Regions from separate parts of the Mus musculus genome. Here region 2 is linked to region 1. The links are chromatin contacts, called in public HiChIP or PLAC-seq maps. All regions are on one chromosome and are shown on one strand. Each heading gives the region's core, a stretch centred on a gene start, on an enhancer-like site or on the middle of the called end of the contact. The rest is flanking DNA. Distances are from core to core; before and after follow the strand shown.

The links. HiChIP or PLAC-seq counts read pairs in DNA pulled down with a chosen protein or histone mark.
Region 2: a contact with region 1 is called in an H3K27ac HiChIP or PLAC-seq map of embryonic stem cells, with 68 read pairs. The contact joins the enhancer-like site here to the promoter of Fam110b in region 1. A contact is called at or near these places in 1 of 39 promoter capture datasets (the 3T3-L1 cell line), 10 of 484 Hi-C or Micro-C datasets (embryonic stem cells, liver, macrophages and 2 more), 6 of 115 datasets of contacts at active chromatin or transcription factors (bone marrow-derived macrophages, embryonic stem cells and stem cell-derived neural progenitor cells) and 1 of 9 other capture datasets (adipose tissue).

The regions. Positions count from the first base shown.
Region 1 is chr4:5,641,428-5,646,219 of GRCm38.p6, forward strand. Fam110b (family with sequence similarity 110, member B) reads left to right here and starts at 2,663. Exons shown (of 3, transcript NM_173426.3): 1 at 2,663-2,983. 4930423M02Rik (RIKEN cDNA 4930423M02 gene) reads left to right here. Exons shown (of 5, transcript NR_038183.1): 4 at 1-531; 5 at 626-857.
Region 2 is chr4:5,692,312-5,697,246 of GRCm38.p6, forward strand. The region is part of intron 1 of Fam110b (family with sequence similarity 110, member B); the gene reads left to right. Among named protein-coding and RNA genes, the nearest start is that of Gm24337, 7.0 kb to the left of the region's middle. Within about 2 kb of position 1,805, at least 9 of the 459 cell types and tissues checked have an H3K27ac peak or open chromatin away from gene starts, as enhancers often do. A contact at or near this core is called in embryonic stem cells, where this site is marked.

The sequences.
Region 1 (4,792 bases), core at 1,413-3,912:
AACTTTATATACAACTCAAACCCATAGACGTTTGGATGAGGATCTCTCAAGGATTTCCCCGTAGAATGAAGAGCACAAGTTAACCTTTAACAACCATCAGAAACTCTTGGGAGGAGTTAACAACAAAAACAAAAAGTCCTCATGCTTGTCTCCTGCTCCCCATTCTGGAGACGCCATGCTATGGGGAGCTCTCCGGATAACTCTGCACCCTGCCAGAAAGCACTCTATTATGCTGTGATTTTTTTGGGGGAGTTCTGGACAAGTGGACCTGTGTGACCCTGACCTAACTAAAAGAGAACAAAGAAATAGACTGTACTGAAACCCTGGCTGAGGGTGCTGGGGAACTCTTCCCCTTTGGTGAGATTCTCCCTGGAGTATCATCAACATTTGTCCAGATGCTGCTGGAGTCTGCGCCTGGATACCAAGGATCTTTTCCTTCCCATTGCTTCCAAGCTGCTGAGCCATGATTTCTTCCTTGTCTCTCCAGTTGGCAGCACATCTCTTTACAGTAGATTGCTCTTCAGTTCACAGGTTTGTATATTCCTGAAATGTCACCAGTGACAGAAAGACTAGGTTCTTCCCTGCGTCAATAGCACCGCTGAGCTCTCTGTCTCCTCTCTTGTAGATATCATATCGTTCTCCCAACGAAATAAGTCAAGCAATCAGAGACTGTGGCTAATACTGAAAAACTCTATCTACAGATGCTTGTTTCAGAACCAATCAAACATTGTTATATACTTTCTGAGACAAAAATCTTTGTGAGACAAATGAATTCCATGCACAGGCCAATGGCCCATTTCTTTGGAACAATACTCTAAGCACAGGAAAATTCTAATTAAAAAAAAAAAAACTAAAACAAAAACCAAAAAACATTAGTGTGGTGAATTTCCAGAAGACTACGGTAGCCCTTCAGATTTTGTCTTGAAAAGACTGATCCTAGATTAGCAGACAATGGGGAGTTGTAAAAGTACACTTATTGTACTAACAGCTAAGACAGAAAATGTACTAGGAGATTCTGGTTTAGACACTATTGTTTTACTCTTGTTCTGTGAACACATCTCTTATTGGGTTTGGAGTATAATATGATTTTATATTGAAAAGTAACACCCTCAATGAGATCCTTTAATACCATTAAAACCCAGGGTTTTGTTGTTGTTGTTTTGTTTTGTTTTGAGACAGGGTTTCTCTGTGTAGCCCTGCTTGTTCTGGAACTCACTCCATAGACCAGGCCGGCCTCAAATTCACAGAGATACACTTGCCTTTGCCCTGAAATAAAGGCCTTAAGTGACTTCTTGACCTGTACTTCATTATCAAGAAATTACGTGGTTTGATCAACACAAAAGCTAGAAGCTACTGGTTGTGTTTCTGATTTCCAAAGCCCAGGGTAATCTTTTATGATTTTATAAGTCAACATTTTGAACCGGAGCCCATTGGAAAACTGAAAGAGCAAGAAGGCAGTTCAGCGGGACATGTCCTCTGAAGCCCCATGCTGATGCTGTGCAGTTCACTTTGCTGATGCTGTGCAGTTCACTTTGCAGATTCGTTAGTTGAGACATGAGTTTTCCTGGCTCCCCTGCTAGTGAAGGTTTCCTTCTGGCTTGCCTTTGTTCTCTGGTGGGGCACACTCTGCTGCTGCAGGCTTACAGGACATATTTAGGAGAAAGAACCTTGATACTTCCTGCGTAGGTCATGACCTCCTTCCTCCCATCTCTATTTCCAGAGTAAAGATATTCTTTACTTGGCTGTCCGGGACACTCAAATGGAAGTTTGCATCTCAGTCACACACAGTGGGGAAGTGGCAAGGCTTAAAAGAAGGAATGGAACAAGCAAGTGCAGAGGTGGGGTCTGTTTGGGCTGGAAACTGGCTGCGTTTGCTATAATAATGATGACAAATAGCTTCAGTCCACCGACAGGGATTTTGGAGTAGGCATAGAGGCTGACAAGGACCCTGTTTGCATGCCAACCTTCACTCAAAGCCCAGCATTACATCACATGCTAACACAATACTCTTGCAAATAGCCAGAGATTTGTTGTAGCTATCTGATTTTTAGTTGATAATTTCTGAACTACAGGGAATCAAAAGTTGCATAATTTAAATATGTATAGATGGCCTTTCCGCAAAACTCATACAAATGCCATTACATTTCATAGTACTAAGGGTTAAAAATAGAGAAATTTTGCTTGATAGATTTTTTTTGGGGGGGAGGGGCAAGGAATATATATTGTGATTCCCCTAATCTCCTTTAAATTCGGTTATTTTGATATACGTGCATTTTAATTTTTAGACTTCCCACTAGCAAAACTCATTTAGAACATACTTAGTCTTTCTAAAATGCTTCCTGCCCACGGAGAAAACCCTATTACTAACCACATGTGAGGTAGGAGACTTGGCAAGATCTTCAAGAAGGGGCTATCAGAAAAGCTCATCACATCTGCCCACATGTTCTAGGAACCAGCACAGCCTGATGTGCACTGTCCTGGGGTGGAAGAGTCACATCCCAGAGCATCAAGGCTTAGGAGCAGTGGGGGAGTAGGGCACAGGGTGGGCGTGGGGCTGATGGGGGTGGGGCCAAGGCGCAGGTGGGCGGGGTGGAGGAGAAGGAGGAAGAGTGCGGGTGCGGAGGGGGTGGGGCGGGAAGGTAGGCTGGGGGCGGGGCGCTCTGGGGGCGTGCCGGCTGCGCAGAGACACGCGCTCTGGGCCGCAGCAACTGGCTCCAAGTTCCCTCCCTCGCTCTCCTGCGGAGCCTGCCTGAGCCCGCCCCTTCGGTGCGGAGGAGCAAACGCGGCCCCGGTCAGCTCAGCCCTCCGTTGCCGCCCGATCCGGGCCGGTTCGGCTAACCCGGTCCATTCCGAGCCGGCGGCGAGGACCCGGCGGCCACTTCATCCCGGCCTGCAGTGCATCGCCGGGCCCAAGCTCCTCCTCGCGGTCTCCCGAGCCTGGTGCCTGGCCTGGCCGCCTTGCAGGGGCCGGAGTGCGGCCAAGGTAAACGGGGGCGCTGGCGGGTGGGGAGTACCTCTCAGGGTCCCGCTCCGGCCGGGCCTGGGCACCGAGGAGCCTGGCCCGCTGTCCGCCCTGCGCTCGGCTGCACGCCCCGGGCCGGGGATGAGGCCCAGGCTCGGAAGGAGCGCTGACTGCTGGGGAGAAGGTGGGCGAGGACGCGGCGGCCCCCAGCCCCACTCCGTGCTGCATCCCCACCCAGGTCATCCCGTGGGCGCGTCACTGTGCTGTCAGTTCCTGCGGGAATGCAGATCCCGGGGCTCTGAAAGTTTGTTTGCCCCCACCGCCTCCTCCCTCCAGTCCTCCCACAGCTCGGTTGTCTGTTTTCTTTGAAAGCATGAGGGTTGGAAATAGAATAAAATTGGTCCTGGCTCACTCGTGCCCCTGTCACTTAGCGGTGCTCAGAACTTGGCGACAATGCTAGGCTGTGAGAAGCTGGTGTCTGTGCTGCCCTCCTTTTGTTATAGCAAGGAGCCTGATGGTGACAAGTCTTTCCGTGGTGGCCAGCAAAGAAGGAAGAGGGGATAACTTTGCCTTATTACTTCCCAAAGTGGGAATAAAACCACCGGACTCCCAGCTTTTTTGACCCTTTAAAGTTGCTATTCAGATTTATTGACAGTCACCACATTCTCTTCCAAGAAAGAACAGGCATTCTTTCTTGCCTAAGATTCAGGTTTCCCCCCACAGCCAAGTTATGTCCTGTGCAAATCTGGCGCACATCTGTGACAACAGTGCATGGCTGGCTTGTGAGGACTGCCGAGTCTATTTTTGCAGAGAGGAATATGATAGCAGAATCAGCATTTTTTTCTGTATGAATAATATGACTTCCATTTTCATTTCCTCTCTTGGTGTGAAAGAGTTATTTAGCTTCCACCATCTAAGTCATGCGAAAGCACCTGTGCTGTTGATGTTATTATTAGCATCGTTTATTATTGTTGTTATTATTATCATCATTATTATTACTGTTGTATTTGTATTCACTTTGTGGTATTGAGACCTGGTCATTCAAATGAAGCATTTATTAAGCAGTTATTTTAAGATAAGGGCAGGCATGTTGATGGTAACGTGCCATTGATTTACCCCATTACATATAATCTGTGACATCTCTTCATTAGTCACTTAAAAATCACGAATTGAACACAGGGACAGCATTACCTTTTGAACCTGAAAATCTGCAAAGGCCTTACCATAGGGCATGGAAGATGGTTCTAGAGAAATGTTAGATTTTTTATTTTTGTTTTTATTTTCAACCTATGTTTTTGCTGTTTGGGGGGGTGGGGGTGGGGTGGGTCCTTTGTTTGTTTTTATCCCAGATCTTTCAAAGCATGATCTATTTTGAGTCAGTGATTTAATTTTAGATCAGAATTGAGGTTGGGTTGTTTGCGGGAGACTGACAAGCTGCTGGCTCTGTGTATCCTCAATGGCTGGGAATGGGGAATTTGGTATTTGTCTGGTCTATGAGTCTGAATTCAATCATGGCCTGGCGAGTTTTGTAATAAGACTTGGTTGTCCATGAAGGGCTTAACCAGAAGGAAAATCTCTGCTGTGAACCTCATCTTCAAATCGCCCTCCTCCTTAGGTTTAGAATACTACTCTCAGTTTCTAGTTGGAAAACTCACCGTCTATGCTTGCCATTAATGAAAGATGAATGCATTTGCTGTGTGATCACCCCCTCATAGCACATCATAACTCTAGCTTTAAAGCCTTGGGTTCGATACCTCTAGACTAAATGGTTGAGAAAACAAATAAAATTACCTACTCGCCCTTTTCAGTAACAAAAAGATGACACTTGCA
Region 2 (4,935 bases), core at 555-3,054, 50 kb after region 1:
TTTTTAGACATCCTTATTGTTATTTTTCCCTCCTTCTCCTCCTATCTCTTATTGTTCTCCTTCCTTCCCTTTTTGATGGAAACCGGGCTGCGGCTAACATGAACTGGGTTACACCCCCGTAGAGGCTGCTCTGAGCTTAGTTCCTCTTGCCGTGAGGACAGATTTCGGAATTATGAAGTTTCTTTTGCAATATTAGACTATAACTACAACCTTGGGAAAGCAAAACCCAATTTAAAAACAATTTATCACTTTAGGATCAACATCAAAACTTCACTATCACGTTGAGAAATTTGGCTGCCAATTTATACCTATGACTGCATGACACTGCAAGTTTCAATGCTTCATTAAAGAGACATTGCTTTAAATCTTATCTTTAATTCTACTTTCTAGGATAAGAATCACATTAAATATTATCTCAACTAGAAGTATCCTTAGAGGCCCAGCCTTTTGGCCTGCCTTATGCCACGTGTTTGAAGGACTCCAAACCTGAGTTACCAATTTAAAGCTAACTTTCTAGTAACCAGTGTTACACCTTTTTGATCATACCCAATAACTTATAAGCTAATACTCTTGTGATGAAGACTCGCAGAGCATATTACACCTCTAAGACCAGTAAAAAGCCAAATGAAGAGGCTACATGAGTCTAATAAATTTAGACCAATCAAAGAATTTCAACTTTTCTAGCTATAATTATAAGACCTTGTCACTAGCTAAATGCAATAATCAAGATTGCAGAGAATTTTCTTAGGAAGGAACAACTACCAGCCTATTTGTCTTAAAACTAAGAGGTTGCAAACTCCTTTTCTCAAAAAAAACTGTTTTTCCAGCAGAAGCCCTCCTGCTGTGCCTGATCCTGGCTAAAGCATGTGGCCACTCTCTTGCTGAGCTAGCAGATAAAGTTTTAGCCATCTTAATTTTCCAACATGAAACACAGAACATTCAGTCATTCAGACGAGACAAAACACACATGGATCGACACGAGGTGCACCAGACACTAGATGTTAGACAACACAAAGAGGGCAGAGAACTTCTGCTGTAGGGACTAGAGAGAAAAAGACAGGGCGTCCCCTGACATTTCTCTCTGCCTCTGGGAGAGTTTCAAAATCCATTTTCCTCTATATTATTTTATTATTACAAACCCTGTTTCTGCCGCCTGATGCAACTCCTGTCTGCGGACATCTGCCTGATTATTTAATTTAAACCCTTTTTCTTCTTGCTTAAAGCAGTTGTTTTTTTGTTTTTTGTTTTTGTTTTTTAAACTGTGGACAACTGCCTGATCCGTTCCTAGTTCTGATAAATCACTGCCAACCTAAGTGAATGCAACGTTGGGTTAGCACCGATTCCAACCTTAGCCCGTATCTTCTGCACTTACAGCAACACTTTACCTGTTGCTTCACCGTGCCCCATACAAATTCTCTGATTCTTTCCTTTCCGTGGAGCTCCATTACCAAGCAGCGTTCCTCCAGCGTTTTTCTGCCATTCCTCAGGTCCCACGTTTGGACTCCAAACTGTTGGAAACCAGGCCGCGGCTAACATGAACTGGGTTACACCTGGGAGGCAAACTGGGGCTGGAAAGAGAGGGGAACTAGGCGGACGAGAGAGAAATGGAGCCAAGACAAGGTTCTGTTCAAGGCTCAAATGTTTAATGGCAAATGTGCTTATAAAGGAGGGGGAGGCCCATTCCTGCCAATTCATCCTTGGAGCCCAGTTGCAGGTGACCACATGCAGGATAGGGTGTGGTCTCAGGAATAGCTGGGCGGCCACCCAGCAGGTAGCAGAATCTTGAAGAGCAACAGTGACAGTGGCTGAACAATAGAGTGATCCAGGAAGACAGGCTCCACCCTAGTTAATCTCCTTAGTGGCAGCAAAGTCAAGGCCTTGGCTCTGCCAGCTTCAGGCTTGGGGGAGGTTACATTTCTGTAATTAAAACCCTCTCTGATTTTCCCATGTTCCCTTTCATATCACATAGTTACCTATACCTAGCTGTCCTAACCCTGCTAGCTCACACTTCCTATCTTCAGGGGCCTTTCTAGCTATGTGACTCCTGTTCTAGGGACTCATGGACACTGTAACAAAATGCTGGTTGTGGCTAATATCCTGGAGCTGTCAGAAGACTTTATGCATTGATGGAGATGGAACCCGCCATCTATTCATCGGGTAAACAAACATGTTCTGTGTAAACTGGTGATGTAGATTTTATTCTACTTTGTTTTTGACAATAGTGACTTATCTAGCTAAAATTAAAACTCTTTAACGTGATTTAATTAGTTAAAAGTCAAAGCTTAGTAGTCTGTTAATTACTTTAAGAATTAGTAGAGTGACACTAATTGGCAAGATAGTGTGTTGCAGGTCTGTTCAGTAAGAATGTCGCACCTAGGAAGTGTGGTCTGGAGTCTGTGACATGGCAGCAGAGCCTACATTCAAGAATGTGATCTGCCAATAGAAATCAGAATGCTGTGCTGGGAGTCTATCCCTGATAGCATCGTCACAGTTTTCTTTGCTACTGTATCTTTTCTCAGAATATTAACTGATAAATGGCACACACATGTAATCTCAGCTCTTTGAAGGTGGAGGCAGGGGATCAGGGGTTCAAGGTCATCCTTGACTACTTAGGGAATTCAGTAAATGCTCACAAAGTAGAAGAGGTAATCTGTCCATCAGTGTGGAAGCAGTCTCCACATGCTTAATAGGTAGGACACTTAAATGTTTCTGCAAACAGTTCTATATGTGATGCCTTTCTATGACACATACACATTTTACCCTTTGCCCTAAAACCACTCAGATCCAACTTACATCCTATCGTCATGTCCATTTATTGATTGCATGAGTTCAAATTTTGTTTAAAATTCAAGTACTTCTTTCTGGATGTGTGTCAAAACCATACCGTATGTAATGTAAACCAAGGAGTAGTTTTGTAAGGAAACTATTCAGATTATAGCACCAAATAGGGGACTGACACACTTTTAAAAAGTATATCTAATTTGAGGCTGGGAAGATTGCTTGGTGGTTAAGGACACTGGCTACTCTGCCAGAGGACCTAAGTTCAATCCTTAGCACACAGAGTGGCTGACAGTCATCTGTAAGTCCGGTTCTAAAGGATCTAATGCCCTTTTCTGGTCTCTGAAATCTCTACATCCATGTGGTGCACACATGTCCATGCTGAAAAATAATACCCACCCATACTTTTAAAAGAAAAAAATGAATATCTAATCTATTCGGGCTGATATAATAAAGCACATTAGACTAAGTAAATTAAAACCAGTGGGAGTTTATTGTTTCCAGTTTTGGAAGGTGGAAACAACTGGATGTCATCAGCAGGCTCTGAACTGTCAAGGGCTCCTTCCTCAAGCAAGCAGCTCCTGTGGTCTCACATGGCAGCATGGAAGAAGCAGCTGGGCTCCTTCATAGGCACACTCTGCCCTCAGGATTGGGCAGGAAAGAACACTCAGAGGCTTTCCCAGTGCCATTGCCTTGCTCACTGGATTTCAACCTATGTATCGTAAGGGGAACATACACAATTGGATACTACAGAAAAATGATTCTTCCAGCTAAGACTATTTTAACATAAGGGGATTAAATGAGCTATTCATTGAGCAGATTGGCTATAGTTTAATTTCTATATTTTGTGTAATTAAATTATCACAACAGTTCTAGCCTGGTGCCTCCTACTTAGGAGGCTGAGGCATGAGGATAGCAAGTTCAACTGGGTTATGTAGTAAAATATTGCTTTTAAATGAATTACTAGCTTAATAGAATTGTCAAAACCAGTTCTTTTCTAAATATTCATATAAAATACAGAAATGTGAAAAAATCATCATAATCCATTCAGAAATTAGTTCATTGTATAACTTGGGTCATTCTGAGAAGTGCTCATTTTATAGTTGAGGACAATAAGATACAATATTTTAATCTGTTTTAATTTTTAATATCCAGGCATTAATCATTAAAAATGAATGTCTGAGTTCTGGTTCCACATACTGTAGCTGTTTTGGTTTTGTTTTGTTGTTGTTTTGTAGTGTACAGTGTATAATGAAATTTCTCTTTAGAGCACAGTCTCCTGTCAATTTAACTGAAATGACCAGAAAGCCTTTACCATATCTGTATACTCTATATGCATATAATTGCTTTCTTGCTCACTTAGATCAGGGATCCAAAGAAGGAGACCTTTGTCCAGATCTCACCCCAGGACAAAAAGCAGTCCATTCTTTCTCTTCTTTTGTTCCTGTGGTGCTATAGGGTATGGAAGCAGGTCCTATACATGCTAGGCAGCTGCACTGCTGGTCCCCACACCCAGCAGGTCAGTGTTCCTGTCAGCAGGCACCACCTCCCCACACTAATTTCACAGAAAGACAGATTGATTGAAAGTCAGGCAACCATCAGTGGCTAGGTTTAAATACGTGTATAGTCTACTGTCCACTGTGCTTTCTCCTGAGTAGTGGTGATGGGGACATGATCTACTGTGGCTGTCAGGGTTAGCTGCAAGTGTTTGCCTTCACATATAGTATATAGACTTTTAAGGACATGAATGTTGAAGTCAGGAGTCTTAGCTATATATGTCAGGTTTCTAGAGTTGGTGTCTCTATCTGTAATGGTCCCAGACTTGCAAAGCAAAGAAAAAATGATTAGACAAGTTATGTAGAGAAAAATCCTGGTGACAGTACGGACATTTCCCAGAAGTACTAAAATTGCCATTTAAAGACTGACACCAATTAAGCAGAAGTACAGAAAACTAGTGGGTTTCTTTCCTGTGTTAAACTCTTCAATTTTTCAAAGCAGTGACACAGTGTGCCTCAGAATTTCAGCTTATTTCATCTGCCCATAGGAAAACACACCTGAAGCTGTGTGCCTAGTGTTTGGAGAGGATGTGGGTAATGAGGTTTAAGATGGTTGATTAATTTCATTATCGGAGCACTTTTTGAGCTACATCTGCAATAC